Regions from separate parts of the Mus musculus genome. Here regions 1, 2 and 3 are each linked to region 4. Evidence: chromatin contacts called from public Hi-C data. All regions are on one chromosome and are shown on one strand. The core of a region is the stretch at or near the end of the contact, and the rest is flanking DNA. Distances in the headings are between cores, read along the strand shown. Region 1 has its middle 130 kb from the start of Gm39035. Region 2 has its middle 240 kb from the start of Gm39035. Region 3 has its middle 25 kb from the start of 4930429H19Rik. Region 4 has its middle 11 kb from the start of Gm36865.

The links. Hi-C and Micro-C count contacts between places; a contact is called where the count stands out from the background.
Region 1: a contact with region 4 is called in a Hi-C map of muscle stem cells, with 2.3 times the contacts expected there. The contact joins two enhancer-like sites. A contact is called at or near these places in 2 of 484 Hi-C or Micro-C datasets (the C2C12 cell line and muscle stem cells).
Region 2: a contact with region 4 is called in a Hi-C map of muscle stem cells, with 3 times the contacts expected there. The contact joins two enhancer-like sites. A contact is called at or near these places in 4 of 484 Hi-C or Micro-C datasets (the HPC-7 cell line, adipose-derived mesenchymal stem cells, cortical neurons and 1 more).
Region 3: a contact with region 4 is called in a Hi-C map of muscle stem cells, with 1.9 times the contacts expected there. The contact joins two enhancer-like sites. A contact is called at or near these places in 1 of 484 Hi-C or Micro-C datasets (muscle stem cells) and 1 of 115 datasets of contacts at active chromatin or transcription factors (fibro-adipogenic progenitors).

What each region holds. Positions count from the first base shown.
Region 1 is chr7:72,438,181-72,444,831 of GRCm38.p6, forward strand. No RefSeq gene overlaps it. Among named protein-coding and RNA genes, the nearest start is that of Gm39035, 130 kb to the left of the region's middle. Within about 2 kb of position 4,036, at least 44 of the 459 cell types and tissues checked have an H3K27ac peak or open chromatin away from gene starts, as enhancers often do. A contact at or near this core is called in muscle stem cells, where this site is marked.
Region 2 is chr7:72,539,277-72,546,215 of GRCm38.p6, forward strand. No RefSeq gene overlaps it. Among named protein-coding and RNA genes, the nearest start is that of Gm39035, 240 kb to the left of the region's middle. Within about 2 kb of position 2,500, at least 78 of the 459 cell types and tissues checked have an H3K27ac peak or open chromatin away from gene starts, as enhancers often do. A contact at or near this core is called in muscle stem cells, where this site is marked.
Region 3 is chr7:73,281,604-73,289,026 of GRCm38.p6, forward strand. No RefSeq gene overlaps it. Among named protein-coding and RNA genes, the nearest start is that of 4930429H19Rik, 25 kb to the right of the region's middle. Within about 2 kb of position 4,813, at least 2 of the 459 cell types and tissues checked have an H3K27ac peak or open chromatin away from gene starts, as enhancers often do. A contact at or near this core is called in muscle stem cells, where this site is marked.
Region 4 is chr7:72,833,899-72,840,864 of GRCm38.p6, forward strand. No RefSeq gene overlaps it. Among named protein-coding and RNA genes, the nearest start is that of Gm36865, 11 kb to the left of the region's middle. Within about 2 kb of position 2,318, at least 2 of the 459 cell types and tissues checked have an H3K27ac peak or open chromatin away from gene starts, as enhancers often do. A contact at or near this core is called in muscle stem cells, where this site is marked.

The sequences.
Region 1 (6,651 bases), core at 2,786-5,285, 390 kb before region 4:
CTGCTCCGCTTTCCTCCTCCCCCTCCTCCCCCTTCTCTTTCTTCTTCTTCTTCCTCTTCCTCCTCCTCCTCCTTCTCCTCCTTCTCCTCTGACTTCTCTCTCTCTCCCAAACCTCCTTCTTTTCTTTCTTTCTGATCCACCTTCCCTTTTATCTGCCCAATCATTAGCTCTCCTTTATTTTACAAATTAAGGTGGGAAGCAGGTTTACAGGAAATCACCTGCGTGCTGACTCAATCCTTGTTCATAACCCCTCACAGCAGAATGGAATTAATATCAAATATAATTAGCCCCAGGGCTATCCATAACACTCTTCAAAATGTTTGTCAGTGTGGATATCCATTCCTTGACACCCTCGAGCATCAGAGCTCCATCCTGACCAGGTTTCTGCAGGGCTACACTCTGATTGCAGTCCTTTTTTCCATTGACAAGACTGCTATTATTTTAAAGAGAAAAAAAGTCCTAGGAAATCTGTTCTTGATACTCTCCAAACTCGTGGGCAAGTTTTGCCAAACATACAGGCCCCAGTGTGGGCCCACTGCCAACCTTGAAGCCCTGAGGGGAAGCTCTGACATCTGGTGAGATTGCTCACAGCCCCATAATCAGCATCTCCTGCCAGAATTGGGACAGACATGTGGAGGCAATATTCTAGAGGGGTAGACTGGGTGGGACACAGGCCCACTACTATCAGTTAATGTGGACCCCCAAGAGTTAATGCAGCCATGGTGAAATTATGTGGAATGGACCGAGGACCTCTGAGGCAAGTCAAATTCAAGGTTTTTTCCTAGGCTGTCCACTCCAGGCTTCTTTGCTATGGAACAGCACACTTATTCCAGTGTTTCCGTGGCCTCTCTAGCTTACGCAGTTGCAGACAAGAGTGTAGAACTGTCAGGATCTGTCCCTAGTAATTCTATCTCCCTCTTATCTTCATGAAGGCAGATAATGGGCTGCAGAGATTGCCCGGTAGCTAAGAGCATGAACTACTCTTGCAGACGACTTGAATTTGGGTCGCAGCACTCACTCACATCAGATGGCTTACTGTAACTTTAGGAGATGTGACACTTCTGGTCAGCTATGGCACCTGCACTCACATACACATACACACACCTCCACCCAGACACATGTGTACACAAAATTAAAAATAAAGTCTTTTAAAAAGAAAATAAAGGCAGGAAAATGTTGAATACAGAGCAAGAATAGAACAGAACTCTTGGGTCCTGAAGTGATGGCTCTGTGGATCAAATACTTGCTTTGTAACTATGAGGAACAGTGGAAGAATTCGTGGGGGGCTTGTTGGCAAATAAAACGAGCTAAATCATTGAGTTTCAAGTTCATTAATAGACCCTGTCTCAAAAAAGGAAAGAAAAGTAGAAGGAATTTAGGAAGAGATCAGCAACTGACCTCTACATGAGAACCCACATATAATGACATACCCACGTTTACCAGACAGAGGAGGAACACTGTACACAGACACATAGGAGAGAAGAGAGGGATGAGGAAAAGGAATAAGAGGATAAGAGAGGGAGGGAGAGAGACGAGTAAGACAAAGAAAGAAAATAAAAATAAAAAAGGAATAGAGAAAGAGGAAGAAAAAGAGAAGTACCAGACCTATGCCTGTATCCCAGCAGCCATTTGGTAGAAAATCAACACTGCTACAATCATCATTTCTCTGTCCTTTGGGTACAGGTCTTCTTTTCCTTTCCTTTTCCTTTATTTAAGCCAGAACTCTCTTGTGTGACCACCTTTTATAGAATCTTCCAGAATATCTATCAGGAAAAATAAGCAACAAAGGTGTGTCTCCTGAAAGGTGCCCTGTTTTCCACTGTAAAGCTGCACCTCAGAACTTTCCATTCTAAACTTAAATTATATAGAAATGTTTAAGTCACAGAGAAAGGGAAATCTGCGTTTTCAATCTTTGGAAGTGTGAAAAACATTACAAAATCAATGAAAGAGATTATGCTTTCCATATAGGGTCGTGTGAATTGTAAAATTTGGTTTCTTACACATGGCACTACATCTAGAAAAATATTTTTGCTTACATCTATTGTTGTCCATTGAAGTATAGATTTTCCCACTAACCTTGGTTTTCAATAGATTTCATTTGCTGTAGCACAGATTTAATAATAACCTGGAAACCTGGGCTAAACTGCAGAGTACTGTTTAATATCCTGGTTTAAGTAAGAGTAAACCATTCTGAATCATGGCCTTTGGAATTTTAGGTAAATATACAAAACACTTTAATGAGCACCAAGAGAAATTTTATAAATGAACTGAACTGCGTCTGGCTTTGCATAATCAACCTTATTATTCAGCTAATATCATCGAACTGTCATTGGTAACACACGTCTATAATTTTGATCAGTTTCTTACATACAGTTACTCCTCTGTACTTACTTACAGGGAGTTGTTTCTTGGGGCTGAGCAGATACTTAGATCTGCAAACACTCAAGGTCCTTGTATTAAATGGTGTAGTATTTACACAGCACCAGTGAATATCTACCTGTACATGTCCTATCATCTTTTGGTGGTCTACAATGCCCAGTGAGATATAAATGCTACTGGACTGTAGAGTTTAGAGAAGAATGACAAGAAAAATGACTATGCATATTCATTTCAACTCTTTTTCTGACAGTTCTTTACCGAAAGGTAGTTGATTCTGTGGATGTTGATTCTGTGAATATGAAGGACAGCTATACATCATTTGATTTGATAGATACGTTATCAAAACCTAGTTATCTGCCCCAAGTATGTCCTATGGCCTGGCTTTACCATTGAATCAGTCATTTCCCAGAGCAGCTAAAAACTAAACAGCTTGAGAAGTTTCCTAATCCTTCCTGATTCTCTATTCTCCTGCCTGTTGGTTATGTTTTTAATATTGTATGACCCACAAGGTTAAAAGTTTTAATGAAATGGAAACAAACCAGAAGGAATCCATGGCTATGCTATCCATAACTATGTTATTTATGAATGTGCCTTCCAATGTCCCCAAGACCATGGGTCATATGAGTTTCTGGGTAAGCTCCTTAGAGGAGGCTAACATTTGCAAACCTTAGAACTTGGCTCTCACTCCATTAGATACTGAAATGTCTGGTGTGCTCCCCAATTCCTTAGATGGTACAAGCACAAGCTCAGTGCCATTGCTCTGGGCTTTGAGTCCTAGATATTTGCAAATTCGCAATCTTGTAACTGTTGTGTGATTGTTGCAGTCCTATAACTGGCTCCCTTACTCCTCCTCCTCCTCTTCCTCTTTGCTTCTGATAGGCTTTCGTTTGCACTTCTAAGCAGGTATACACTTGAATTAGCCTGGTCATTGGGAAAGAATATCTGCCAGACACACACTATATGATTCAAATGCTGTTATTGTTGAAGACATACATTTTTTCATCTTCAGCGAGTTTGACAGTCAACTCCAAACACATTTTTATTAATTGCAGTGTTTCAAAAAATATTCCAGATACTTTGAGAGCATGGAAATAACCGTTTTATGAAGGTTCCTCTTTTCTCTCTCAATAAAGTCTCCAAGGACAAGGCTACTCTTGCCTGGGAGTTTCAGTCTACAGAGCCTGCCTGATGCCCTCTCCTCAACCCACTCTGGTGTTGATCCTTCTTTGAAGCAACTATTATTGGCTTCCAATAGAGGCCTACAGATATGAAATCCCAAGGCTAGAATGTTTTTTCAAGGGAAATTTACAATTTTCCCTATAGACTAAACTTCATTCTGCCTTTGATATCAAGAGTTAGATCTTTCATTTTAGCTTCTACCTAGAGATTTTTATTGATTTGACACCACATGTAATTTGATATTTGCATGGGCTCAAGGTATGATTTATATATCTGGTATCCACATATGTTACACAGACAACAAAGGCACCAAAGCTGGATGTTTTCCAACTCTGGGACATTTGGGAAGGCACCGACTTCTCAGGGCCTCCCCTCCCTCATCTGTGATCCGGGCTCTCCTGGCCCCACAACACAGCTGTGAGAGCCAAATGAGCGAATAAGCATGAGTCACACATAGTGCAGCACAATGCCTGGCAGAGCATCCACTTCACAAATCAAATGGTAATTTATAAGACCTTAGGGAAATGTCCATGTGTCCATTGTCTGAATCATACTAACCACTTTAAATAACATTTTCTAATCTAACTAAAAGTGAGTAAGAAAAGCTTGACAAAATACGTTGCTCCGGAACTTTTCTTCTTCATTCTGGGAATTCATACAATTATGAAGAACTAATGATGAATAAGGACAGGTCACTCAAGATGCCTTTCCCCTTCCCTACTCCCCCCTCCCCATTCTTGAGATGAAACATCAAACCTTGGAGAGAGGATATAGTTCCATGACACATACAGAACTGCAGAGAGTAGAGAGGCCCTGCCTTTGAGTACCTGGCAATGTCTGTGGTCTAAATAAACCATCCTGCCTGACTTCAGGTTACCTCTGTGGTGTCACCCAACACATGGCTGGGGAGAGATACTAAGTGGTTATTGAGAGCTGGTGGGTGTGCATTCCAACACAACCGTGGCTCTTTCAGCATTATGCAACTGCGTAAGCTTTACTTTCTTGCGGCCTTACTTACAAGTAGAAAGCTTTTTCTATGTTAAAGGAATTCCTCCTCCTAAGAAAAGCAGCTGACCCAGCCCCAGCCCCAGTCACCCAGTGGTTGCCAAAGAAGACATCAGACCCTGGCATGGTCAGGACTTAGGATGCCACCATCTGACATTAAATAAAGACTGCTCTATCTGTACAAGTTTGTTTAAATTCTCCTTTTTGTCTCTTCCTACAAACTTAATTGTTATATATTCTTACAGTACAAAGTTAATCTCTAAAGCTTTATTTTCTTGCAGCGACATTAGGGAAATTTTGGTTAACACAGGAAAGGAAAAACTAGGTGTGAGGGTTAACCTGGCAGCACCACTAATTATCAGTCTATTTGAACATCTTCCACTGAAGGTATGTAGCTGCCTATACAGTTGTATGTGGTGGCCCTGTTACAGTTATCTGTTTGTCTTCATCACAAGACTCGTGCACAGCTCACGTCTACAACTCTGCAACAGGTTCTGTTCCAGTCTGGCTCATGTCTTCAATCTTTTGTAAAATACTTTGGTTCTCTTTTGAATTTCACATCATACACCCCAATCCCACTCATCTCCCCTCCCCTTGTATGTGCCCTCCACACTTTCAACATCTGCACTAACAGAGGGGGAAAAAAATCTCACCGTGGAAGCTGTAGTATGTCACACTATGTCCCATGCATATGATTTTGTCCACACTTCTGTCCACACTTCTTTGCTTTGTTCATGGAGTGAGTCATCTGCCTTCTGCTACTCCATCAGTAGTGGAACTTCCCTGGGACTCCTCTTGGAGAGCCTATTGTTGCCCTGTGTCATGGAGATCCTGTAGTTTGCTATCTAAAACACAGGCTCCTTCAAGCACTCCTACACAGCAGAGCAGGCCCTGGTTGTGGGCACTGAGGGTGATCATGCCCTGAGGGCATAAGTGTGGGAGAGTCAGCCCTGCCTCTTTTCTACTATGTGGTGGCATTGGCAGGGGAGAGATCCCCTCCCTTCACTTTTGCCTACCCCATTAGGGGTGGGTGGGAAAGTTGGCCCCAAGGTGGGGTCTCAAGAGCAGGAGCTGTTCCTGCCCCTCGCTTATTGTAGCATTCTGGAGATTGGGCCCTGCATTTCTCCTGGGCAGCACAGTAGAGCTAATCCTGAATGTATGAGTTTCAGTTGAGCCTGCCCAAATTCTTGTCTGCTGGGTGGTGGTGTGGATGAGGGAGAGATAGCCTCCAGCCATCCCTATCCTTCTCTATCTAAGGCAAGTAGAAGAGCTGGCCCCAGGGTCATGAGAGTGGGAGAACTGGCCATGTCCCTCACTGGCTGCAACACTTGGGAGAGCAAACCCTATACTTTGCCTGGCATGGTAGAGCTGGCCCTGATCGCAGGAGTTGCTGGTGAGCTGGCTCTGAAGGTGAGAGGGCAGGAGAACCAGAGGCTGACCAGCTCATATATCACTCAGGGCCAGATCCAGGGCTCTGAACTGGCCCAACACAACATCTACTCCACTGATGCACTTCATCTATCTTAGTTTGACCTGCTAGTGCTCTGATGTCCCTGGTTTTCCTCATGGATTGTGAAAGCAAGACTGTAAATGAATCACAGGAGGCAAGCAGAGGCATTATACAGTTAAGTTCAGGAACAATGCACAAAGCTTGTTAGCTGTCTTAGAATACAGTCTAAGAGGTGATAGTGAAGAAACCCTGGGGTACCTCCAGTCCTGTCACCAGCTGTCTTAGTTAGGGTTTTACTGCTGTGAACACCCACCATGACCAAGACAATTCTTATAAGGACAACATTTATTTGGGACTGGCTTACAGGTTCAGAGGTCAGCCCATTATCATCTAGGTAAGAACATGGCAGCATCCAGGCAGACACAGTGCAGGAGAAGCTGAAAGTTCTACATCTTCATTGAAGGTTGCCAGCAGACTACTGACTTCCAGGCAGCTAGGATGAAAGTCCACACCTACCGTGACAAACCAACTCCAATAGGACCACACCTTCTAATAGTGCCACTCCCTGGGCAGAGCACATACAAACCATCACACCAGCCCAAGACACTCAGTTACAATGTCCATGATCTGAAGGAGAA
Region 2 (6,939 bases), core at 1,250-3,749, 290 kb before region 4:
ATTCTCTAATGACCCCCTGAAGCCACCTAAGCTCCCTCAGTCTTCACACATAAATGAAGCTCATGCATGCTACTCATGGTGTTCTGGTTTTGATGTTGCCAAGAACATCAACTTGTAAGGGAAACCATGTCATCCCAGTTTCCTTATGCCGAAACCTGCTCACATTGAGGCCCGGGTGAGATTTTCTAAACCTAAATAACTTGCTTCCTCTCCACTCTCCTCCACCCCAGCATACAATGCATACTGGCTGCCCTGGCCTATATTACTCATGTGCATACAGCCAAGGATACACAGATGTTCTTCATAGTGAAGTCCTATCTTCCTAGTCATACAGCTCCTGGAGGTTCATGGGTTTTGATGTTCTTTCCCTGTTACATTGCATCAATGGCAAAGTACTTAGAGAACCCAGAATATATCCCATTGCTTTTAGCCAAATCTGTAGCTCATGAGAGATGTCTTCCTTACAAGGATCATTGCAGACCATCATTGCTAGGCCTTCCATTCCTCCCTGTCACGATTGCTTGCCTCACTTACCATGACTGACTTTTTGCTTTGGACAGACCCTTTGCCATTCACATCACTGACTGTATCTACAGAGCCTAAAATGCTATCTGCTTAATAGGAGAGGCTAAGGGTTTGTTGATGACTAAACAAAAGCATGTGAAGAAACAAATATAGCAATGTGTCTGCTTCTCTGCTTTTCTTTTCTTTTCTTTCTTTCTTTCTTTTTTTTTTTTTTTTTTTTTTTTTTTTTTTTTTTTTTGTCTATGATTTGATACAAAAGCCTTTCCCCACCTGTCTCCCTTGGAAACTCTGATCCATGCAGTAACTCTGATTCATGCATTATGGTCTGTCTTAATCAGCAAGTCTGATGTAATGCCTCCCTTGGTTGTGTAAGTGAGGAAAAGATGCTGTACCTCTGTTGTCCTTGTGACTTGGGCTTTCAATGACTGCAACATGTGTAAGCATTTAAAAAGAAAATGTTCCACACACACATATTCTCAGAGCTTCAGCCTGGAGACAGGTTTTGATGGGTCTGGCTAGAGATTTGTCTGTGAATTTGTAGGGCTTTTGGTAGATGGCTGATGGGGTGACCCAGGTACCCTCCTCCCTCTAGAAGTTTGCACAGAGCCTCTGAGATGGCCGACCAGGCAGGAGGGATGACTGAAAAGGATATCTTCAAACAGATGCCCTGGCATAAGACACAATCGACTAGCCAAGTTGTTTGTCAGCCTTGGCCTCAATGACTTCTGCTTTTCTGCAAAAGGGTCCTGGAGGGGGAGAGGTATTAATTTCAGTGTATGTTAATGTTTGGTATAAAGAAAATTGTGGAAACTTACATCTTAAATTAGCCCAGCCATCCAGCTTGAGACAAAGTGCCAATCCTATCCACTAGACTATTGTATCTCCCCCTCCCCCCAAGTTCTAAATAAGTCATAAGAAGCCTGTAGATCATAAAAGAAACCTCACTGCAAAACAACTCATTCTCCCTCTCTCTCCCTCCCTCTCTCTCTCTCTCTCTCTCTCTCCCTCCAAGTCAGGAGGTCTTTAATTTTAATTTCCTGTCACATGTGGAAGGTACACTGAGTAACTGGGAAAAAGAGTTTGGATGAGCAAAGCCCCAGCTGAGCTAGTGGATAGAGGTTTGTGGGGAGTTGAGAAAATAGGAGGTAGTTAGTAAGGTGGGAAAATAAATTGATAAGCACACACACACACACACACACACACACACACACTACAAGCCCCCTTGATTGTTAAGATTAATTCTGATCAAATATATGAACCCCAAACTATTAAATTTTTTGCAATTCTTGGGTCTCAGCTATAATTGGAGTTGAATGTTCTGGGGAGATGTTTAACCGTTGTGTGGCTCCTAAAGAGAATCCTTAGACAGCCCTCCGCCTACACACAGAGACATACAGGCAAACCCACTCCCCCAATTCCTGTTTTCATATATAGTATCTTCATTTCTTACCTTCCCTAAAACAGTGTCATATTTTCTTGTGTCAGGGAATAAATGCGGGACACTGGATATTTCCATGCAAAAATACAAACCACGAGGATATAGTCCCCAAACTCTCACTTTTCACTTTGCATCCACAGACAGGAATGGCCACCATGCACTCTTTAAGCTGTGACAGCACATGATCGGGGACAATTGGCCAAATAGTGAATATTAGGGGAATTCTAAAGCCCCAGTGATAGACAAGTTGCCATCCACCTACAAAGGGTAAAAGAAGACATCCTGAGCAGACAGGGTAGGGAAAGCATCCCATGTTTTCTCTTGCTTTCTGTTCCCTGGGAGAGTCCTTGTGAGCACAAAGCCACGAAAACAATAGGCCCAGCTGCAAGGGCAGTAAGGCAATTTATTAGGGAGATGACATTTTTAATGAGAACCACTTGTGGGAGGAGAACAAAGGGCCTGTTTGGTCAGAAGGATGCTCTCCAGTCTCCTCTGAAGTGCATGAAAAAGTAATTTTGTTTTTTCCGCGTCATACTGCAAGCCGTGGAATTTCCTCACACCCCAGATGTTGTCCAGCACAGATGCTGAACAAATGGAGCAACCATCCCACGAGTATTTCAAAAAGGAAAAAAGAAAAAGAAAAAAAAAAGGTAGCTCAGGGGATTTTTATGAGTTTTGTGGCCAAGAAAATCATTAGCAAATAATGAGCTTAGGAAAGAAGGCTGCGGTTAGCAAGATGTGGCCGGACACACAAAACTGTTCACTGCCATCCGAAAGCAAACGGGGAGCTCCGTCTTCAGTAGAGAAAAATAGAAACCTGTGGGTGGAGCTGCGGTATCTGCTTCCTAGTGGGTCTGCTGAAATCAAGTCTTCTGAATATTGTTTTGGCTGGATTCTAAAAATGATTAAACACAGTATGTTTACTCTTTAAAATGTGAAAATCAGAGATTATTCACTGGTACTATTACTTCACACGCCTCCAGAAAAAGAGTAGTTCCAATGTTCTAGCCTCTTTCCTCTGAGAGCGATACTCAGTGTACGCTCAGTCAGCTCTGAACCTCCTCCCTCTCCCTCCCCCTCCCCTTCCCCCTCCCTCTCTCTCTCTCCCTGTCCCTCTCCCTCTTGTTGTCTGTCTCTGTCTCTCACCCTCTCTGTCCCTATGTCTATTTCTGTCTGTCTGCTTGTCTCTGTCCCTCTCTGTCTCTTTCCTTCCCTCTGTCTGTCTCTCTGTCTTTGTTTGCCTCTCTGTCTCTCTCTCCCCCTCTCTCCCTCTCTATGTCTTTGTCTCTATGTCTCTTTCTCTCTCTCCTTCTGTCTCTCCCTCTCTCTGTGTCTGTCTCTTTCTCTCTGTCCATCTTTCTCTCTCTGCCTCTCTGTCTCTATCTCTTTCTCTTCCTCTGTCTGTCTCTCTGTCTCTCACTCCCTCTCTCTTCATCTCTCTGGTCTCAGTCTTTCTCTCTTTCCCTCTTAGTCTCTGTTTCTTCCTGTCTATCTCTCCCTCTGTCTCTCTCCCTCTCTCTGTCTCTTTCTCCCCCTCTGTCTATCTCACTGTCTCTGTTTGTCTCTGTCTCTCTCCTTCTTTCTCCCTGTCTCTCTCTCTGTATCTCTCTCTACCTGTGTCTATCTCTGTTTCTCTCCCTTTCTCTCTCTCTCTCTCTCTCTCTCTCTCTCTCTCTCTCTCTCTCTGAAAGTGAATGTAGGGAATGCAGTATAGATGGAGATGGAAGGAAGAAAGTTCAGCCCAGTTTCTTCTTGGACCAGACATCAGGGGCTGCTCTGTGTCCTAGGAAGCAACAGAGGAATTTGCATGGGCTTTCTAAGTCAGTTTCCTTTCCCTACTCAGGCAGAAGCTTGCCTATGTGTCTTAGGAAGGCCCTGTTGCACCATGTTTCAGGTCAGAATTCAAGAACTAATGGTGTTTGAAAAATCAAAGCAAAAGCAAGCCTCTGATCCGAGTTTCAGAATCTCACAGGGGCACCATCAGCTGCAAAGGCTCCTGGCATGCAGGACCACCAAAGATATAGTACACAGGATGCAGAGCAGCTACAGGAAAGATCATGGGAGAATCCAAAAGGAAGATGCTACTATCCATGAGCTAAGTGGACAGGAATCCTCTAAAGTCTTGCCAGGCTTCCAAGGAACAGGACTCACCAGCAACATTGTCAGTATCATCTCAGCTCTACCTTTATCAGCACTCACCAAACCAGTCAGTAGTGGCAGCTCAGAATAACCTGGGAGACTTCTTAATCCCCAAAGCATATTAAGGCATGAGACCCTCAAAGCTCACAAAGATTAAGTAAAATTGTCCCAGGTCACGCAGCAGATCATGGTGAGGAAGGTTCCCAGGGCCCTGTCAGCAGCCATCTTGGTCCGTCCCACTCGGTAATTGGTCCTTGCATAAATTTATGGGCCATGCTGGCATCTGTTGGGCTCAGCAAAGCAGATCTATAAACTACCATAAACAGACATGCAAGCCATATTTTTAACCTCACCAGAGGATTGTACCAAAGAACGGTTCCATCTAGCTGGGGAAATGGTTTTAAATAAACATTTCAAAGGAAGTAAATCATCTTGAGAGATATGTCAAACAGATGGGAGATAAACAAAGTCAATGAAATTGAATCCATATATGAATGAACCCAGCAGTGGAGATGTGTAGAGGGGTAATTGGTCTAGGATTGAGAGCAAAGAGGAGATAGTAGGCCAAGGCTGAAGATCTTCCCTCTCCTCTCCAGGACCCATTTTCACCGCTGTTTGCTGATGCTGTCTCCTTACATTGGCTCAGCCACACTCAGAAGATGACAAGGTTCAGGAGCAATTAACACTTTTCACAGATCCTTGCTGCCTTCCTCAGGAGAGGGAGCATCTGAGTTGTCCCTGGCAGCTGCTGCCTCTCACAAGCAAATAACCTCTCAGCTTGGCGGTGAGCCAACCAAGGGTGATCACACGGTGAAGAACAAAGGGCAGTCAGGGATGTTTATCTTAAAAATTCCAAGTCCTGATGAGAGTAAGGGTTTTTGAATAGAGGAAATAAACTACGAATTAAAATTTCATTAGTTTCCTACACAAGCCCCTTTCCCAGAAGCTATGTCCAATTGATCACTGCTCACATAGGAAAAGTTAAGTTTGCTCCAATGGTGTCTCATTGGGAATCAAGCCACTCTTTTTATTATTACTATTATTATTATTATTATTATTATTATTATTATTATTATTATGTATTTTCCTCAATGACATTTCCAATGCTATCCCAAAAGTCCCCCATACCCTCCCCCCCACTTCCCTACCCACCCATTCTCAAGCCACTCTTAAGGGTTTTCTTAAGGGTACATCCCATGCCCAGTGGAAGATGTTCAACTCCATAAAACTCAATCGTATTTTTGGAGGGTTTCTTTATTTCTTTTTTTTTCTCCTTTTCTTTTCTTTTTGTTTTTGTTTGTTTGTTTGTTTGTTTTCTTTTTGGAGATCTTTCACATACATATCATGGCTTCTATTTTGCTTTTATAGGTTTCACATGTACAAAGGCACGTGCCGCAAAGTCTGCATGTGTTCCCTGTGCTTTATCGTTGGGTCTTTTTTCCTATTTGGTTTGTCCTGTCTGGTTTATTTATTTTTCTTTTATCTTATTTCATCATTATTATTTTAGATGCCTGTTTGTATTCTAATGAGAGAGAGAAAGGAAATCTGTGGATTAGGGTGGGTAGGGAAGTCGGAAGGATCTGGGAGGAGATGGGGGAGGGAAAACATAATGAAATATTATATGAAAAAATAAATATTTCCAACAAAAAGTTCTGGAATGTACGTACAGAAAAAAGCATTTTGTTAGTCTTCATGTACCTAGTGCTTGTGAATTGGGACAATAGGCTAATTTCTCTAGAAGCAAAATTCCGAAGGATAACTTCAAACTGGAAAAATAATCTCTAATATTAATATTAATTTCTACCATGTACTGAAACTCTTCCTTGCATCAAATGCTATACTATGTGCTCTTAGCATACTATTCTTATTCTTATCTTTTAGAATTATATATATATAATGCATATGCATATGGGTACAAAAGCCATTTCTGTAGGGGGTGCCTTTGGCGACTAGAAGATGATGTCAGATCTTTTGGACCCTGGGAAACTATACTGACAGGTGACTGTGACTGCCCAACACAAATGCTTCCAAACTCCATCCTTTAAAAGAGAAGCATTCTTTATTGCTGAATCATCTCTCCAAGCCCCACCCCCTTTTTTTGTAGTTCTTGTTGACAATCCTACTAAGTAGCTGTTATTTTTTCCACTAACCACATTGAGAAAGCCAGTCTCAGGGTACACAGTATTTGTACAAGTTTTTATCCAGGTGTTCGGAAATGGAATCTCAACCAGGTCTGTCTGAACCCAAAAGTAAATGAAGTAACAAACCGAAGAAGACCCTTTACTTAATTTCATAATAAACCAAAAATTATTACAATAAGATGAGATATAAGAAAACCTGAACAGGAAAGGTCAAGCCAATAAACTTGGGGATGTATTAAGAAGATAAGCTTTAAGTAACAGAACTCGAAATCTCTAAAATATCTCAAAGAATTGAAGTCAGCTCCTAGGACTGAGATGTGGTCCATTCTTCAAAGGTCGTAGATGAAGAGACACAACAGCATCTCCATCATTTCAATCATGCATGCCCACAACATGCTCACTCTTTTTTTTCTGACCAGTTTTCCCACAGGAATGACCAACAACCTGCACATTTTCTCCGTTCATGATTCAAACAGCCATTCCAGGGGGATAAAAATCACAACTTCACAATTAAAATGGCCCAGAAGAAAATTTCACTGGCTTTGTTTGAATTACAACAACTCACTGTTCCATTCCAATTTGTTTCAAACATTGAACAGACCAGCCATCGAACAGGCTTTCTTCTGTGCTGGCCAGGTACAGCAGTCTCTCACACTGTAGACCCTTTGCTTTGACATTGAACTAGTCTCTGCATTC
Region 3 (7,423 bases), core at 3,563-6,062, 450 kb after region 4:
AATCTTAGTTGTCAGCTTGATTGGATCTGAGATCAACTGAGAGAAACCGGTCTAGGCTAGTCTGTGAGGGTACTTTCTAGAAAAGTTAGCTGCAGGGGAAGACCCTTCCCAGTGTGGCTAGCTCCCAAGACATAAATAGGTCTGAGAGGAAAGTGGGCTTGCCCACCGTTCTTTTTTTTTTTTTTTCCACCGTTCTTTAGTCCTTGTTGATGCGTGCATCTACACTACTGCTGCTGCTGCTGCCACCACCCCCATTCTTCACTGTCATCAGAATCCAGCTTCTTTAGCTTTCCCAATATGAATACCAGCAGCTCTCCAGAAGCTCCTAGACCCCTCCTTTCCAGATTGGGATGGCTGCAGCATCCAACATCACAGACTGAGCAGCTGCAGGGTTCTCAGCCTCTTCGGTATCCAGGTAACCATTGTTAGAGGACCCAGACTGTGTCATATGAGCCAATCCAGTGACTCCCCTCTGTAATATAGTCCTTCTGTCACTTATGTTGCTCTAGGGCAGTGTTTCTCAGCCTTCTTGATGCTAGCACCCTTTAGTACAGTTCCTCACGTTGTGGTGACTCACAGAATAAGCATTATTTTCACTGCTACTTCAAAACTAAATTTGCTACTGTTATGAATTATAATGTAAATATCTGATATACATAATCTTATATGCAACCCATGTGAAAGGGTCACTCAACCCCAAGGGAGTCTTGACCCACAGATTGAAAACTGCGGGTCTAGAGAATCCTGACTAACACACGTACTTAGAGTGCACCCCCTCACATTCAATTCTGTTCGTCTTAGACAGCTCGGATATTAATACTTTTAATATATTCCCAAATGTGGAGCCTACAGCTCTAACCTGCACCTCAATATCTGCCTAGAAAATGGGTTGGAACCTCTGCAGCAAGTTCATATTGCAAGCCAGTCCCTCCTTGTCTGTGACATTTGAGTTTATCAAGTGAGCACTGGAAACATGGCCAGTGCCTGTAAGGTACTGAATTTTTGTTCTGTTTTGTTTGAGACAGGGTTTCTCTGTGTAGCCCTGGCTGTCTTGGAACTCACTCTGTAGACCAGGCTAGCCTTGAACTCAGAGATCTACCTGCCTCTGCCTCCTGAGTGCTGGGACTAAAGACATGCGCCACCATCACCTGGCATATCATCTTTATCTTATGGTAGTTAACTTAAATTTAAGATGTAATTTAACTATTAGGAAATGTTTAGGTATGTTTGAAGAAAGAAAAACAAAACATAGACATCTAGATTGCCCAGGCTGGCTTTGAACTTACTGCGTAGTTGGGGCTGGCAATTATAATCTTCCTGACTCTGTCTCCAGAGGAGTTGACATGGGCTTTTGTCACCAGGCCCAATTTCAGTGGTAAATTTCATAATTTCTCAGTTCAGATCTAGTCTATCTAGCAAAATCCCATCTCTGAACTGAGATGGTATTTATAGACCAGAGAGTGGGCATCACAGAGGTAATGCCAAGAGAGTAAACATTTCTTTATTAAATCTTACATTGAGGGCATGTTGTAAGGATAACAGCTAACATATTGATGATAAATGAAAACTATGTTATTAAAATTAATTTCACTTGTTCCTGGTTACTCATTCAATGGCCACTGGGCCTCGTGGTACACCTCCATAGTCCTAGCACTCACGAGATGAAGGAAGACCATAGATTTGAGGCCAGTCTGAACTGTATGATGAGATTCAGACTTAAAAACAAAGAAAACATTAAAATGGGAGATGTTTAAAAATAAATAAGCAGCTTTGTGATCTTGGTTCTACATTAACTCAGAATGTCCTTGAGCCAGTGTGTGCTTACGGAGTTGGACCACATACATGTATGATGCTCTGTATTGGAAGGGTCAAAACAGGATGTGCCACCTACAAAAACCAACCCTTTGTAGCCACGATAACTCAGTGTGTGCTTAGACACTTCAGGCTGGCAACAGCACTGTAAGCTATAGTTATACACATATGGATAACTTGTATGCTGGTTACACTGGTCAACTCTACAACCAAATACCTGACAAGAAGCAACTGAAGAGAGGAAGGATTTATTTTGGCTCAAGGTTTGAAGGGATCCAGTCCACTGAATCTGGAAAGGCATGGCGGCTAGTAGCTCTGTGGCAAAAGAAAACACAGACCAAGACTCCTCAAATCATCTCATGTCAGTGGAATAAGAAGCAGAGAGAGAACAGGAAGCAGGGATGGCTATAGACCTCAAGGTCAGCCTACAGTGACCCATTTACTCCAGCTAGGTCCCACTGCCCCCAACCACACCCTGAACTGGGGACCACATTTTTCAAACAAATAGACCTGTGGGGAACATCTTACACCCAAGCCATCCTTTGAGCCTGTCCTTTGGCTGATATGATGGTTAATCTAAATGGTCATTTTGATGAGATCTAGAAGGATATCTGGGAGGGATTTTCGAGGATAGGTTAACTTCTGGGCATGCCCATGAGGGAATTGTCTAGGTTAGGTTATCCTGTGAGCCTGCCTGTGGGAGATTTTTTGGATTGGGTTCATTAAGATAGGTAGACCCGCACACATGGTGTACAGTCTCATTCTCTGGGCTGGGATCCTGAACAGTAATTAAAAAGGTAAAGTTATGCCGAATACAGATATTCATCACTCTCTGCTTTCTGGTTGGGTGCCTCAAGGTCCTGCCATCAAGGCTATACCTTGAATTGTGAGCCAAAGTTAACCCTTCCTTCCTTTGGCTGTTTTTGTCAGGGTATTTCATCATAGCAATAGAAAAGTAAAAAGACGGGTGAGCCAGGTGAGACCACAGCAGCCTGTCCAGTGTCCGATGGCTGATGCTTTAAACAACAGCCCCGGGACCCAGGTTTTCCAAGGCTCCTGTCTCACTTAGGGTTTTACTACTCTGAACAGGCATCATGACCAAGGCAAGTCTTATAAAGGACAACATTCAACAGGGGCTGGCTTACAGGTTCAGAAGTTCAGTCCATTATCATCAAGGCAGGGGCAGGGAAGCATCCAGGCAGGCATGGTGCAGGAGGAGCTGAGAGTTCTACATCTTCATCTGAAGGCTGCTAGTGGAAGACTGACTTCCAGGCACCTAGGGTGAGGGTCTTAAGTCCTCACCCACTGTAATACACCTACTCCAACAGCGCCACACCTCCTAATAGTGTCACTCCCTGGGCCAAGCATATACAAACCATCACAGCCCCCCTTTTCATCTCTTCTCTCTTTACCTGTACAAGATATTATGTGGGTTAAGTTCTATTAGCTGGGACTCACTTTGCCCCACCTATGAACTGCTTCTCAGAACACACCACAGCTCTGCCCAGTTTAGCTGTTGGAAATCAGAAAGCTCAGCAGATCCCCCCCCCATCCAGCTCTGCAAGTACATGTCATGGGTGAGAGCTTACACTCTGGGGTCCCAGAAAAGGGTCTATAATGAAGGGAGAGCCCCTAGGTCCATGTTTGCTAGGACTCATCTTACGTGTAGCCTTTGATGATGCTTAGGGGAACCATCATTCTAGGCTGCTATGATCAGGCAGCATTGTTTGCCTCTTAGTCCAACAAAAATAAGGGCAGAGAACAGGATTTTGGATGTGTCTAACAAAGCTGTTTCAACCCAGAAAATGGAGTGTGAGGGGTGTCATCACCTATTCGTCACAGCATATCTCTACTGAGCATGCCTGGGAAACGCCACTCTACCTGAAGTGCTTGAGAGCCATCACAAAAGCATTGTTTGGTGTTTCAGATGCCAAGCCCCTTCTCAGGACTTCCCAGTGAACAGTGTCCAAAGGCAAACTGAGATGGAGTAAACTCCACCTCGGGTCTCAGTTTGGCTGCAGACCATGGGATGAGGATCCTAGAGGCCCCCGGCGTGCTTTGGAGACACTGTAGGATTTGGTGTAGCCTCTGGCCTCCAGGCAGCTGGCAGAAAGAGAAAATTCCAATCTAGTGCTTCCTTCAGCCTTAAGGCTGGGCTTACTTAATACCGGGTTTCAGATCTTGCTGGGGGCCTATGATCTATATTTATAAGTTTTCTTTTTAGGTCACCAAAGAATTTGAGTACTGCTCCTCAATCTTCCTAATGCTGCTGCCCTTTAATACAGTTCCTCGTGCTGTGCTGACCCCCAGCCATAAAATTATTTCATTGCTCCTCCACAACTGTAATGTTGCTACTGCTGCTATGTATCTGATATACCACCCTTGTGAAAGGGCTGCTTGACCCCCATGGAGTCTGAATCCACAGGCTGAGAACTACTGAGGCTTCTGGGATTTCTTTCAGAACTACAATTTACCAAAAGGCAAAGGCTGCCATTTTTAGTATGGACCGAGATGCCTCTTCTAACATTAACTGACAGGGGAGCGGTATATAATGTGTATGCGCAAGGGAGAAGCCATATAATAGTGTGGTATGTATATAGCTGTGTTTCCTATTCTATGTGTATCATGAGATACACATATGTGTATCCTGTGTATATTGTATTCTATGTATATCATGAAAGTCTTGGAATTTTATGCAAGGAATAAAAAATATGTTTTCTTGAGAGCAAGGGGCATGAGCCTTGATCAACCATCTACTTGCCCATCACTGAACTAGAAAGTCAATCAATTCACTTGTATGAGAGCATTCTGTGTAAATAAGACACCAATATTAAGAATTGAATTATTTTTCTGCATTCTAACGATCCAGTAAGAAGAGTTGTAACTTACAGAAAAAGAATAGAAATGTGGGCAAGGAATTCCTAGTTCAGGCTTAAGAAGGACCTTGCAGGCATAAAATTGATTGGTAAATACTGAACCTTGGAGCGATGGAAACAGCTGAGAGTCATGCGTCCAAATCCATTTCTCTGCAGCTGCTCACTGTAAGCATGTTTGCAGGATCACTCTGGTGTCCTCAGTGTCAAGGACGAAAGGCAGTAGTAGTTCCAGCTGAGGTTTGAGAGCCAGGCACAACAGTGTTTAACTATAAAACATGGGTCTGTGGAGGGGGATCGGTTGGTAAAGAGCACACAAAAGAGGACTTGAGTTAGATTCCTAGAACCCTGATTAAAAAAGCCAAGTGTTGTGGCTCAATCGTGTGACCCTAGGCCTGGATCAGTGAAAACAAGCAGATCCCTAGGGCTCACTGGCCCACCAAGATTCAAGACATTAGAGAGGATATCTTTAAAAGTAGATCCTAAGGAATGTCACCTAATGTCCTTTGACTACCACATACATGAACATACACACACACACTTTTAAATAAATAGCAGGATATTCCAGCAATACAGATGAGAATCTTAAATCCAGCAAACAATATTTTCAACATAGGTGACAGAAAATAGGAAAGTGGCTATATTAGTTTTCTACTGTTGCAATAGCAAATCATCAGATATTTCATGGAATAAAAACTCATATTACTCTCATACTATGGGAACTAGACATGGGTAGGCTATATTTGTTTCTTCCCATTTTCCAGCTTTTAGAGGTTGCCTGCTGTTAGGCTTGAAAATGGAGTGTCCCCCAAAGTGTTGTGGCCTTTTATACCAGCTGATAGTCTTTGGGGAAGTGGTTGGAGCCTGGGGACTCCAGCCTGATCAAAGGATTGATCTCTGATACATATAAATATGACATATTGATATATTCATAAATGATGGCATTATTGGAAGCTGGCAAAAGAAGGATGTCGGAGCTAGTTGAAGGAAGTAGGTCAGTGGGAGAATTCTCTAGAAATATGTGCCTCGTCCCTTCCCCCTCCCTCTTCTTGGCCACCGTAAGCTAAGCAGCATTTACTGCTGCCATGAATATCTGCCTCACCATGAACCCTGAACAATAGATCCAGCTAGCTGTGGGTGAAAGCTCACAGAAAGCAGTGAGAGATACCCACATTCCTGGGTATCCTCCACATTGCGTCTTGTTCCTTCCATCTTCAGAGAGAGGCAGAGTGTCTTCCAGCTTCTCTCACTTGCTTTCTCTTCCACTATTATTTCTGTCTTCTTCTCCTTACAAGAATCATTGCAGTAACACTGGGACCATCAGAATAATCTCTCTGCTCTGTGATCCTTACTATGATAGATGAAAGTCTCTGAGACCAGGAGGGAAGCAGCGTATTACTGGGTTACAGGGATAGGGACATGTTCAGGGTGTGGGGAGCAGGGGACATTATTCAGTTCACCATTGAATAGTGACTATTGTTTGGGGATCTGCCAGTGAAGAAATGATGCTTGTGTAAGAGAAGCAATGATGACTGCTTTAAAAAAGTAATGAGTTTGCGCCTTTCTGCATGGAGCCTGTGTAGAGACTCCTTATGAGACAGAGACCACCTGTCAAACTACAAATGCAGTATTTTTCTGCTGTAATATGAAGTGTTGAAAGGGGATATAGCCTTTTCTGCACAGTTAGAAACAATATAAGTTATAATTTTTGGAGAGTAACCTGGCAACATACAGCAAAAAAATTTAGATTCTCATTTATGTCAGTCTAAAAAATTGTACTCCAATAAATGAATCCTAGGGAAATAATCAGAAGCAGGTACATAACTTTACCTGTAAGGCTATTTATCAAAGAGCTTTCAAAGTAATAAGAAAAAAATAGCTAGAGGCAAAAAAAAAAAAACCCTAATTTTCACTTTCTCAAGATTCAAATTAAGTGTGGTGTGTTTCTTTTAAATGTATATAAAAATACATTTGACCTTCCATAAAATGTTGCAGAGGAATATTTGACAATGTAACAAGATTTTTTTCAATACCTTGAGTAATGACATAGCAGGGTATGTCAATTTGTATAGCATGTTTCCTATTTTTAAGATATGATCCTATGAATTAATGTCCCTCCTGGAAAAAAATGACGCAATCAATTGGGGACACATTGACGATGGCTCAATGACTGAAGGGGAGAGGGCGGAACATCACAGAATAGTAGTTTAGCGACTAAAATAAAGGAAGAGATAGGAGGGTTTGTAGATGAGTGATCCACAGGGACTCACCATCCTCGAGGAACTTTGCTGAGAAGAAAAGGGACATAAATATCCTGCCCGCTGGCCTTGGTCTGATCTCTTCCCTGAGCACGTATTGTTCCCGTCCAGCCATGAGATCTGATACCAAGAAGTCCTTTGCAGAAGGAAGATGGAAGGCAAAAGTCCCAAGCAACAGCAGACTGCCGTGGGTCGCCCTTCTCCCCGGGGTTATTGGCCACTGGCCCATCATGCAGTGTTGACAAACAGGGTGGAAGATGGCCTGAGAGTGTGAACAGTAATCTTGTCACACTAGGACCAACTTCAGGGAGACAAATCAACTTTGCTCAAGGTGAATCAAGAGTTCTCTAGTTTTGGGGAAAGAGGTAAGAATACCCAGGGTGGCAAGGGTCGTTGGTTGAGGGCTAAGGTACTGAGATACTGCACTGCCATGGGGAGGCACTCCAGGAATCTCAGGTGCTTGCTGATCAGGTTCTTATC
Region 4 (6,966 bases), core at 1,068-3,567:
AGAAGTGGACTGAACATGGAGGAATGGAAGGCCTTGAAAGACTCAGAATAGAATGCAGAAGCAAGCACAAGAGTCCTGGTGTGGCTGAAGGATGCCCCTGATGGAGACTGCCCAAGAAGTTTGGAGCCAGAAGGACTTATCGTGGAAACATGGGATCATTGCGTACTATCTACATGATGGGGGTAGGGTTCATGGCAGTTGGGGCTGGCTATGAATGTCAGCTGGAACCAAGGTACACAACAGAGGTGGAAACAACGGAAGCCCTACGTAAACCTGTCTACTCAAAGACTGAAACCAAAGATAATGACTGGGATTGGGGAGGGGGAGAGAGATTTTCACCCAATTGCCAATTTATTTGATAATCGTCTAAAAGTACCAAAAGAAAGACCAAGGCTGAGAAGACAGAAGATAACACAAGAGATGAGCATGGGAAACTTAGCTGATGTTGTGTTTCTTATATTTTAAATTATTTCTCAATTTTAAAAAGTTCAAATTTTGGACAAGGTGGGATTAAAACCTGACCACACCCCAAGCCAGTTATGCCAGGACACCTCACACATTTTCAATAATTATACAAAATAAACATAGCGTCCTGCAATAAATGTGTCCATTTCACATATTTACTAAATGGATTCTCAAGTATTCATTAGAGTCAGAGATACATGGGTAGAAGCATTGCAGAGGGAACCAGCTGTCTGTCCAGGTGTCCTGAAAGTATGATATCACAAGTCAGGGCAGCCTCATGATATCATTCTTTCAGTTACATGCTAAGTGCATATCTGTGCCCAGCCCTGGGCTGGATGGTTGATACTCCACTGTGGGTACTGTGGAAAACCATTTTATCTTTTCTTTACTGGAAAGTCAATGCTGCCAGTTCCTCCTAAGTCTCCCAGTAGATTAGACCAAGTTAGCACTTGGCAACTTGGAGGGCTATGGAACACAGAAGCTAAACAACAGAACAAGAAGCCTAACATGACTTTCATCTGATCCAGACATTGGCAAGCTATGTTCCACATGCCAAATCCAGCCTGCTGCCCGTTTCTCACGTCCAGCAAACTAAGTGTAAAATGTGAAGACAATTGATCTTCAGAGAACAGTTGCCTGATCTTGCCTTTTGGCACACAAACAGAAGACAATAATTACTAGCTGGCTTTATTATTTTTAAAGCCTAAACACTAGACTAGCCATAGTGAGACCACGTGGCTATCTGAAGAATTGTTGTTATCTCAGTGCGTCCATCTCTTGAACTTGGACAAGTTTCTAGGAGTAATGTCATCAAACTCCAGCTCTGACTCTTTCCTTTGCCAGAGTACAAGGAATGGGTATTTGCATTTTCCCCAACAATCTCATCAGCTTTCCAAGCTAGTGCTCCAATAGTTCAGTCCTAAGCATCCTGTGCTTTCAGCAGGTTTCTATAAACCCTGCCACTTACACTGTGCACTCTAGGCTTCCTCAAGAAAGGAATTGTACACAAAAAGAAAATGAGTAAATATTCCTAGCCTTTCAGGAATGGAGACAGATCTTGGTTATAGCCACTTAATCCCACTACTGTGTTCTGCAAATAGCAACAGGAACTGATGAGGGTCTGGACCTTTGTCTCATTAGTTAAGAACTTACACTGCTCTTGTAGAGGACCACACTTCATTTCCCAGAACCCATGCTAGAGGGCTCACAACCACACATAACTACAGTTCATAAAGAGCTAACACCCTCTTCTGGCCACTGCAGGCATTACACTCAGGCACAAACACACAGATAAACACAGATACACGTGCTGAAAACTAAAAATTAATTCTTTCAACAATATCTGAAAATGACCCTGTCAGGGTATGTTCCAACAAAGCCTTATTTACTGGAACTAGAAAGCAGGCTGGCTCTGGCCTATGACTGCCAAACCCTGACCTAAGTTGTTCTTAGCTGTTCCAACTCAAGTTTGTATCATATGTAGGAATTTCATTTTCTATTAAAAATTTTTAAAAATTGGAGGCATGTGAAATGGTACTGTCTTAAATAGATGCACAGGTGATATAATCAATCAAGTATAGCTTAGGGGAGAAACTTATGTAGCCCCTCACATAGCACAGATTAAGTTGAATCCCCCAAAATATATTTGAATCTTGAATCTTCCCAATGACCACAAGATCCTTCACTTTTGTATCAGTGAGATTGATGTCAGAGTCACCTTGAGCAAGCAGGACATTCGTCAAGCATGTTTTCTCTGTTGCACAATCCGTAGCATTTTCATCTAGAAAGACTTTCTGCATAAAACAGTTTGTGCTGCCTCTGAGGCATTTTAGCTTGTGGCCTATGAAGGGCACTACTCTGGCATGCCCAGCTAGGGTGTCGCTTTCCACCAGGGCCAGTCAGAATGTTCTCTAGAGCTTCTCCTGAATTTCAGTTTTGAAACGCTTGACCAAATGAGTCACAAGACCCAAATGAGGTCAGAAAAATCTTTGGGGTCATGCTCCTTCCTAATAGATGAGCTGCAATGGAAACCACTCAGAGCTGACATTCCAGAGGAATGTATCCCGTGTTTCTAATCATTAAAGTCAAAATTATAATAGATAGCACTCAGCTCCCCTGTTCGTGAGTTTTAACTCTTCAGAGGTCATTGTAGACGCAGCCTATTAAATAATGCAAGCCAGACAATGCTGACTGAATCAAACCCGAAATGTCACTCTGGGTTTAAATTGATTTTCTTATGTGAGGACCTCTTTGCTTGCAAATCAGAATGGCCTTATATTCTCACATCTGAAGGAGGAGGTTGGCTTTCGCAGGATTAATTTTAACAATGCCGATTGATGCGAAGGTTTGTGTTGGGTCATGGAATGGCCTTCTCTCCAGGACTTGAATTATTCATAAGCATTCCTGTGTGTTGTCTTTCTTTCCTGACAATACAGACAATGGCAATGGGGGAGAAGCTAGCCAGCTGCACACACTTTACCTTCTTGAACACACTAGCCAGTAGAAGTGGGTGGGTTTGAAGTGGGTGTATTAATTACAGGAATTTAGATGAATAACTCTTGAAACTAAATAACTAATAGCTGAAGGTGATCTAGTGACAAGCTGTGTTTTCCCACATAGATACATCTCATTTTGTCTCTCCCCTAACCATCTCTTGGAGGGTATTAACCAACAGCTCACTCACAGGAACAAACAACTCTATCTCTGAGCTGCAAACCCCAGCAAGCTGTGTGCACTTTATGCAAAGGTAAGAGGTTGTAAACATGCCAGGTACCAACCTTCCATCGTTGTGATCATGAATACAATTGTTTTGGCAGCCTCTTGAATGACCCAAGATTTAAAGAGCACCTGGAGATGAGCAGGTATACCATCAGGAAGGTACAACCCAAGAAAACCTGTACAACTCCAGCCTACCCCTCTAGGCTCCGACACTGGGGTGCATCCCGCACAGAACTCCAGACTGTTCTTCTAGAAAACCAACAAAGTCAAGGCTCTTTTTCAGTTTTCAGATAAGAATTTTAGATGCAGAGCATTTTCTTTGAGGGAAGCATCCCCTGCATCAGGGAGAAGTCAGACTGCTGCACTGAAGTGGGTACAGAAAAGGAGATAATTTCCTGGGGACTGAGAAAGCCTAGGTATGCTTCCTGACCTCTGTGATGTACACAGCTCTCTTTGTCCAGGGTAGGAGAGAATGGTGAATATCAGGAAACACAAAGAAGAACCGATTCTCAGATTATTGGATACCAAATGTAATTGCTAAAACTAATCTTGTAACTTAGACAAGCGAGCAGCTTACACCAACATCTGCAGTGGGGAATTTCTGTCTTCATTTTCCTTACTATATAAATACCGATAAGGAACCAGCTGCTTTCTCTATGGCTAACGGCAACATTATTATAGTCCTATAATCTAGGGTCAAGGAGAAACTGTCCCTGGTCCTCCGGGACCTTATTATGTCCTTGGCTTTGTAGAACAGCACAATTTTATAATTTTTCTTTTGGACAAAAAGAAAACGCACCAGCTTTTAGAATAATGCAAATTTTATGTGAGGAATTTGGCCAAGAAAAATATCCAGGGAAAACCCTGCCTAGATTCCAAGTACAGTTGAACAAAAGAAAAGAAAGAAGAAGAAAAGAAAAACACCATAACCTATGTGACCTTAATACAAAATGCAAAAGGATGGCACATCTTAAAGTAAAAAAATAGAAAAAAGAAAGGAAGGGAGGGAGGGAGGGAGGGAGGGAGGGAGGGAGGAAGCTGTCTAACATGCAGTTTATTTGTTCATGTTGCTAATTAAGGCTATATAGACAGTGGCCTTAAAAGTATGGCATTCCTTGAAAAGGGGAGAGAAATGATGCCTGACCCTCAGGATAGCCAATGAGTGGACCAAATGTGCTCTGATTATGTGTGCAATTACCCAAAAGTTTGTTATTGCAAAATTGAATTCTTTCCTGCCGAAGTCCAACGCTAAGTAATTAAGTGCAGAACTGTGCTTGGTCTCATCACAGCACAAAATAGCAGAGGTCATGGAAAGTGTTGTGCTCCCCTGCCATTAATATTCCGCTGGTGTTGGAATAGATTAGCAGCAGAGCACAGCAGGTTAGGATTGCCTGATTCTGTTCAGCCCCACATAATGAACGCGAGGAGAGTGTCTTGAATGTCTAATGTCAGTCACCGAGCAGAAGGGGACAAAATCCTCCTGCCTGCTCCCAGGGCTTTGAAAGAACTGTTTATCTCATGAATTTTCACTCACTAATAATCATACCTACTGCTGTAAATTGCTAATAATTGTCAGGCTAAATGAACTCAGCTTTTCTCCCTTGACAACTCCCCCTTTTATGTGCTGTCATGGAGCCTCCTCATCATACCTTTTTTGTCTATGGAAATCCAGCTCTGTCTGCCTGCCAGGGGGATTCAGGTCCATCTCCACGTTAATGCTTCTCAATACTCACCTCTCCTGAGCACAGGCTTGTCCCTCTTGAGTATAGTCCTCAGGTGTGTTGAAGGCACATGCTTGTCCCTCTTGAGTATAGTCCTCAGGCGTGTTGAAGGCACATGCTTGTCCCTCTGGAGTATAGTCCTCAGGTGTGTTGAAGGCACATGCTTGTCCCTCTGGAGTATAGTCCTCAGGTGTGTTGAAGGCACATGCTTGTCCCTCTTGAATATAGTCCTCAGGTGTGTTGAAGGCACATGCTTGTCCCTCTTGAGTATAGTCCTCAGGTGTGTTGATTTTCACTTCTTTTTATTTGATTCAGTTTTTAACTTATTAGTGTTTATTAACCATACTAGTGGTAATGTGATATATTTCTATACCACCCTTTCCCATCGTCTCCACCCTCCTCAAATTGTAGTGAAAACTACGACACTTCTGCTTTCACGTTGACATTTCTAGCTTCTGCATATGAAGAAGAACAGGCGGGCCACCTTTTGCTGTGGCTGCTAATTTCACTCCATGCCCTCCAGTTCCTGTCATTTAGCTATGAATGACAAGCTTATGTTCTTCATGTTTGCATAATCCAGCAGTGTGTGTGCACGTGTGTGTGTGTGTATTCACACATTCACAGGGTGGGTCACAGGTGCACATGAGTACACAAACACACTGCTTTCTTTCTCCAACCAATTGTTGTTAGACACCTAGGCTGATTCTGTACCTTGGCTTTTGCAAACAGAGTGTCAGATGGACCTTTCCAGGCTGATGACAAAAGTCCATAGCCATTTGCAACACCTCTTCTATGTATTATTATATATAAAGGGAGGACAGACATACAGACAGAGAAACAGAGACAGGGAGAGACAGAGACAGAGAGATAATACACTTAATTAAGGGATGGAAAAGAAAGAAGGATACTTGCTCCAAGATGAAAGACTGATCTATCTGACTGCTCAATGAATAGGGAGGTGCTGTAGGCACCTTTTGATGAGCATTTACGTGGGACATAAATATCTTTACACCGTTTGCCAATTCCAATAAATCTATCCACATAGTTCTTCCCCAAATGTCATTCTCACCAATTCTTTGTTCAGACCCTTTCCAAGTCCCCGACCATTCATGCAGTCCACTGACTACAGCCATGACTCAGTGAACAATTGTATATCTGGCCATATCCCTTCCAAAAAAAAATGTATGATCACGCGCATTGCCTCAAGTTCTGCCCATTATGAAGATTTCCTCATGGTGTCTTTTGGGATTTTCTAGAAATGGTTGGAATGCTGCAGTTATCCACTCTCTACACTGCTCAGTGTGTAGAACCATCAGTAAACCAGGCCTTAGTCTTCTTTTCCTCAGTCAACCAATTATAAGGTAGACCTCATACAATTACAGGTGTATTCTTGGGGGAAGCAGGCATTATAGCAGAAGTAGAAACAGTAACCATTTGAACTACTTCTCCAGGTAACTTTCTTATGGCCTCAGGACCAGCTTGGGCCCAGTGACGTGTGTGTGTGTGTGTGTGTGTGTGCGTGTGTTGCTAATCTAGGACTGGAATCCCAGGGAATTCCCATACAGCTGCTAGTCTTCAGTCTACTTAAGAATCCTGAAAAAGTAGGTTCTAATATTAATGGAATTTCTTAGTAACCTGATAACTGAATGATCATGAGAGTTTTATAGTGAGTCTTGTGACCCATGTAGGATAGCTCTTCTCATCTTAAATAATCCAATGAAAAAATTCCTCACAAGCATACTGGCTGGTTGTAGTTGATTCCAGGTCTAGTCAAGTTGATACCCAAGATTACCCATTACACTCAGGCAATGTTTGTCTCAAAGACTTGAGTTTTTCTTCATGCCACACAGCAGTTATACTCCAATCCCTCCCTTACCAGCTAAATGTATGACTTGGCATTAGATCTCTCTTCGTGGGCATGCTTCTTTGTCTACATCAGTCAATGCAACACTAAAATTCTATGACGTGAGCCAGTGTTGAACTGAAAGTTGTATCAGAGTAACCTATCCATGTCTCACCACCTCCATCAGATCCCTGTTTCTTTTGTCTGGATGAGTTTTGA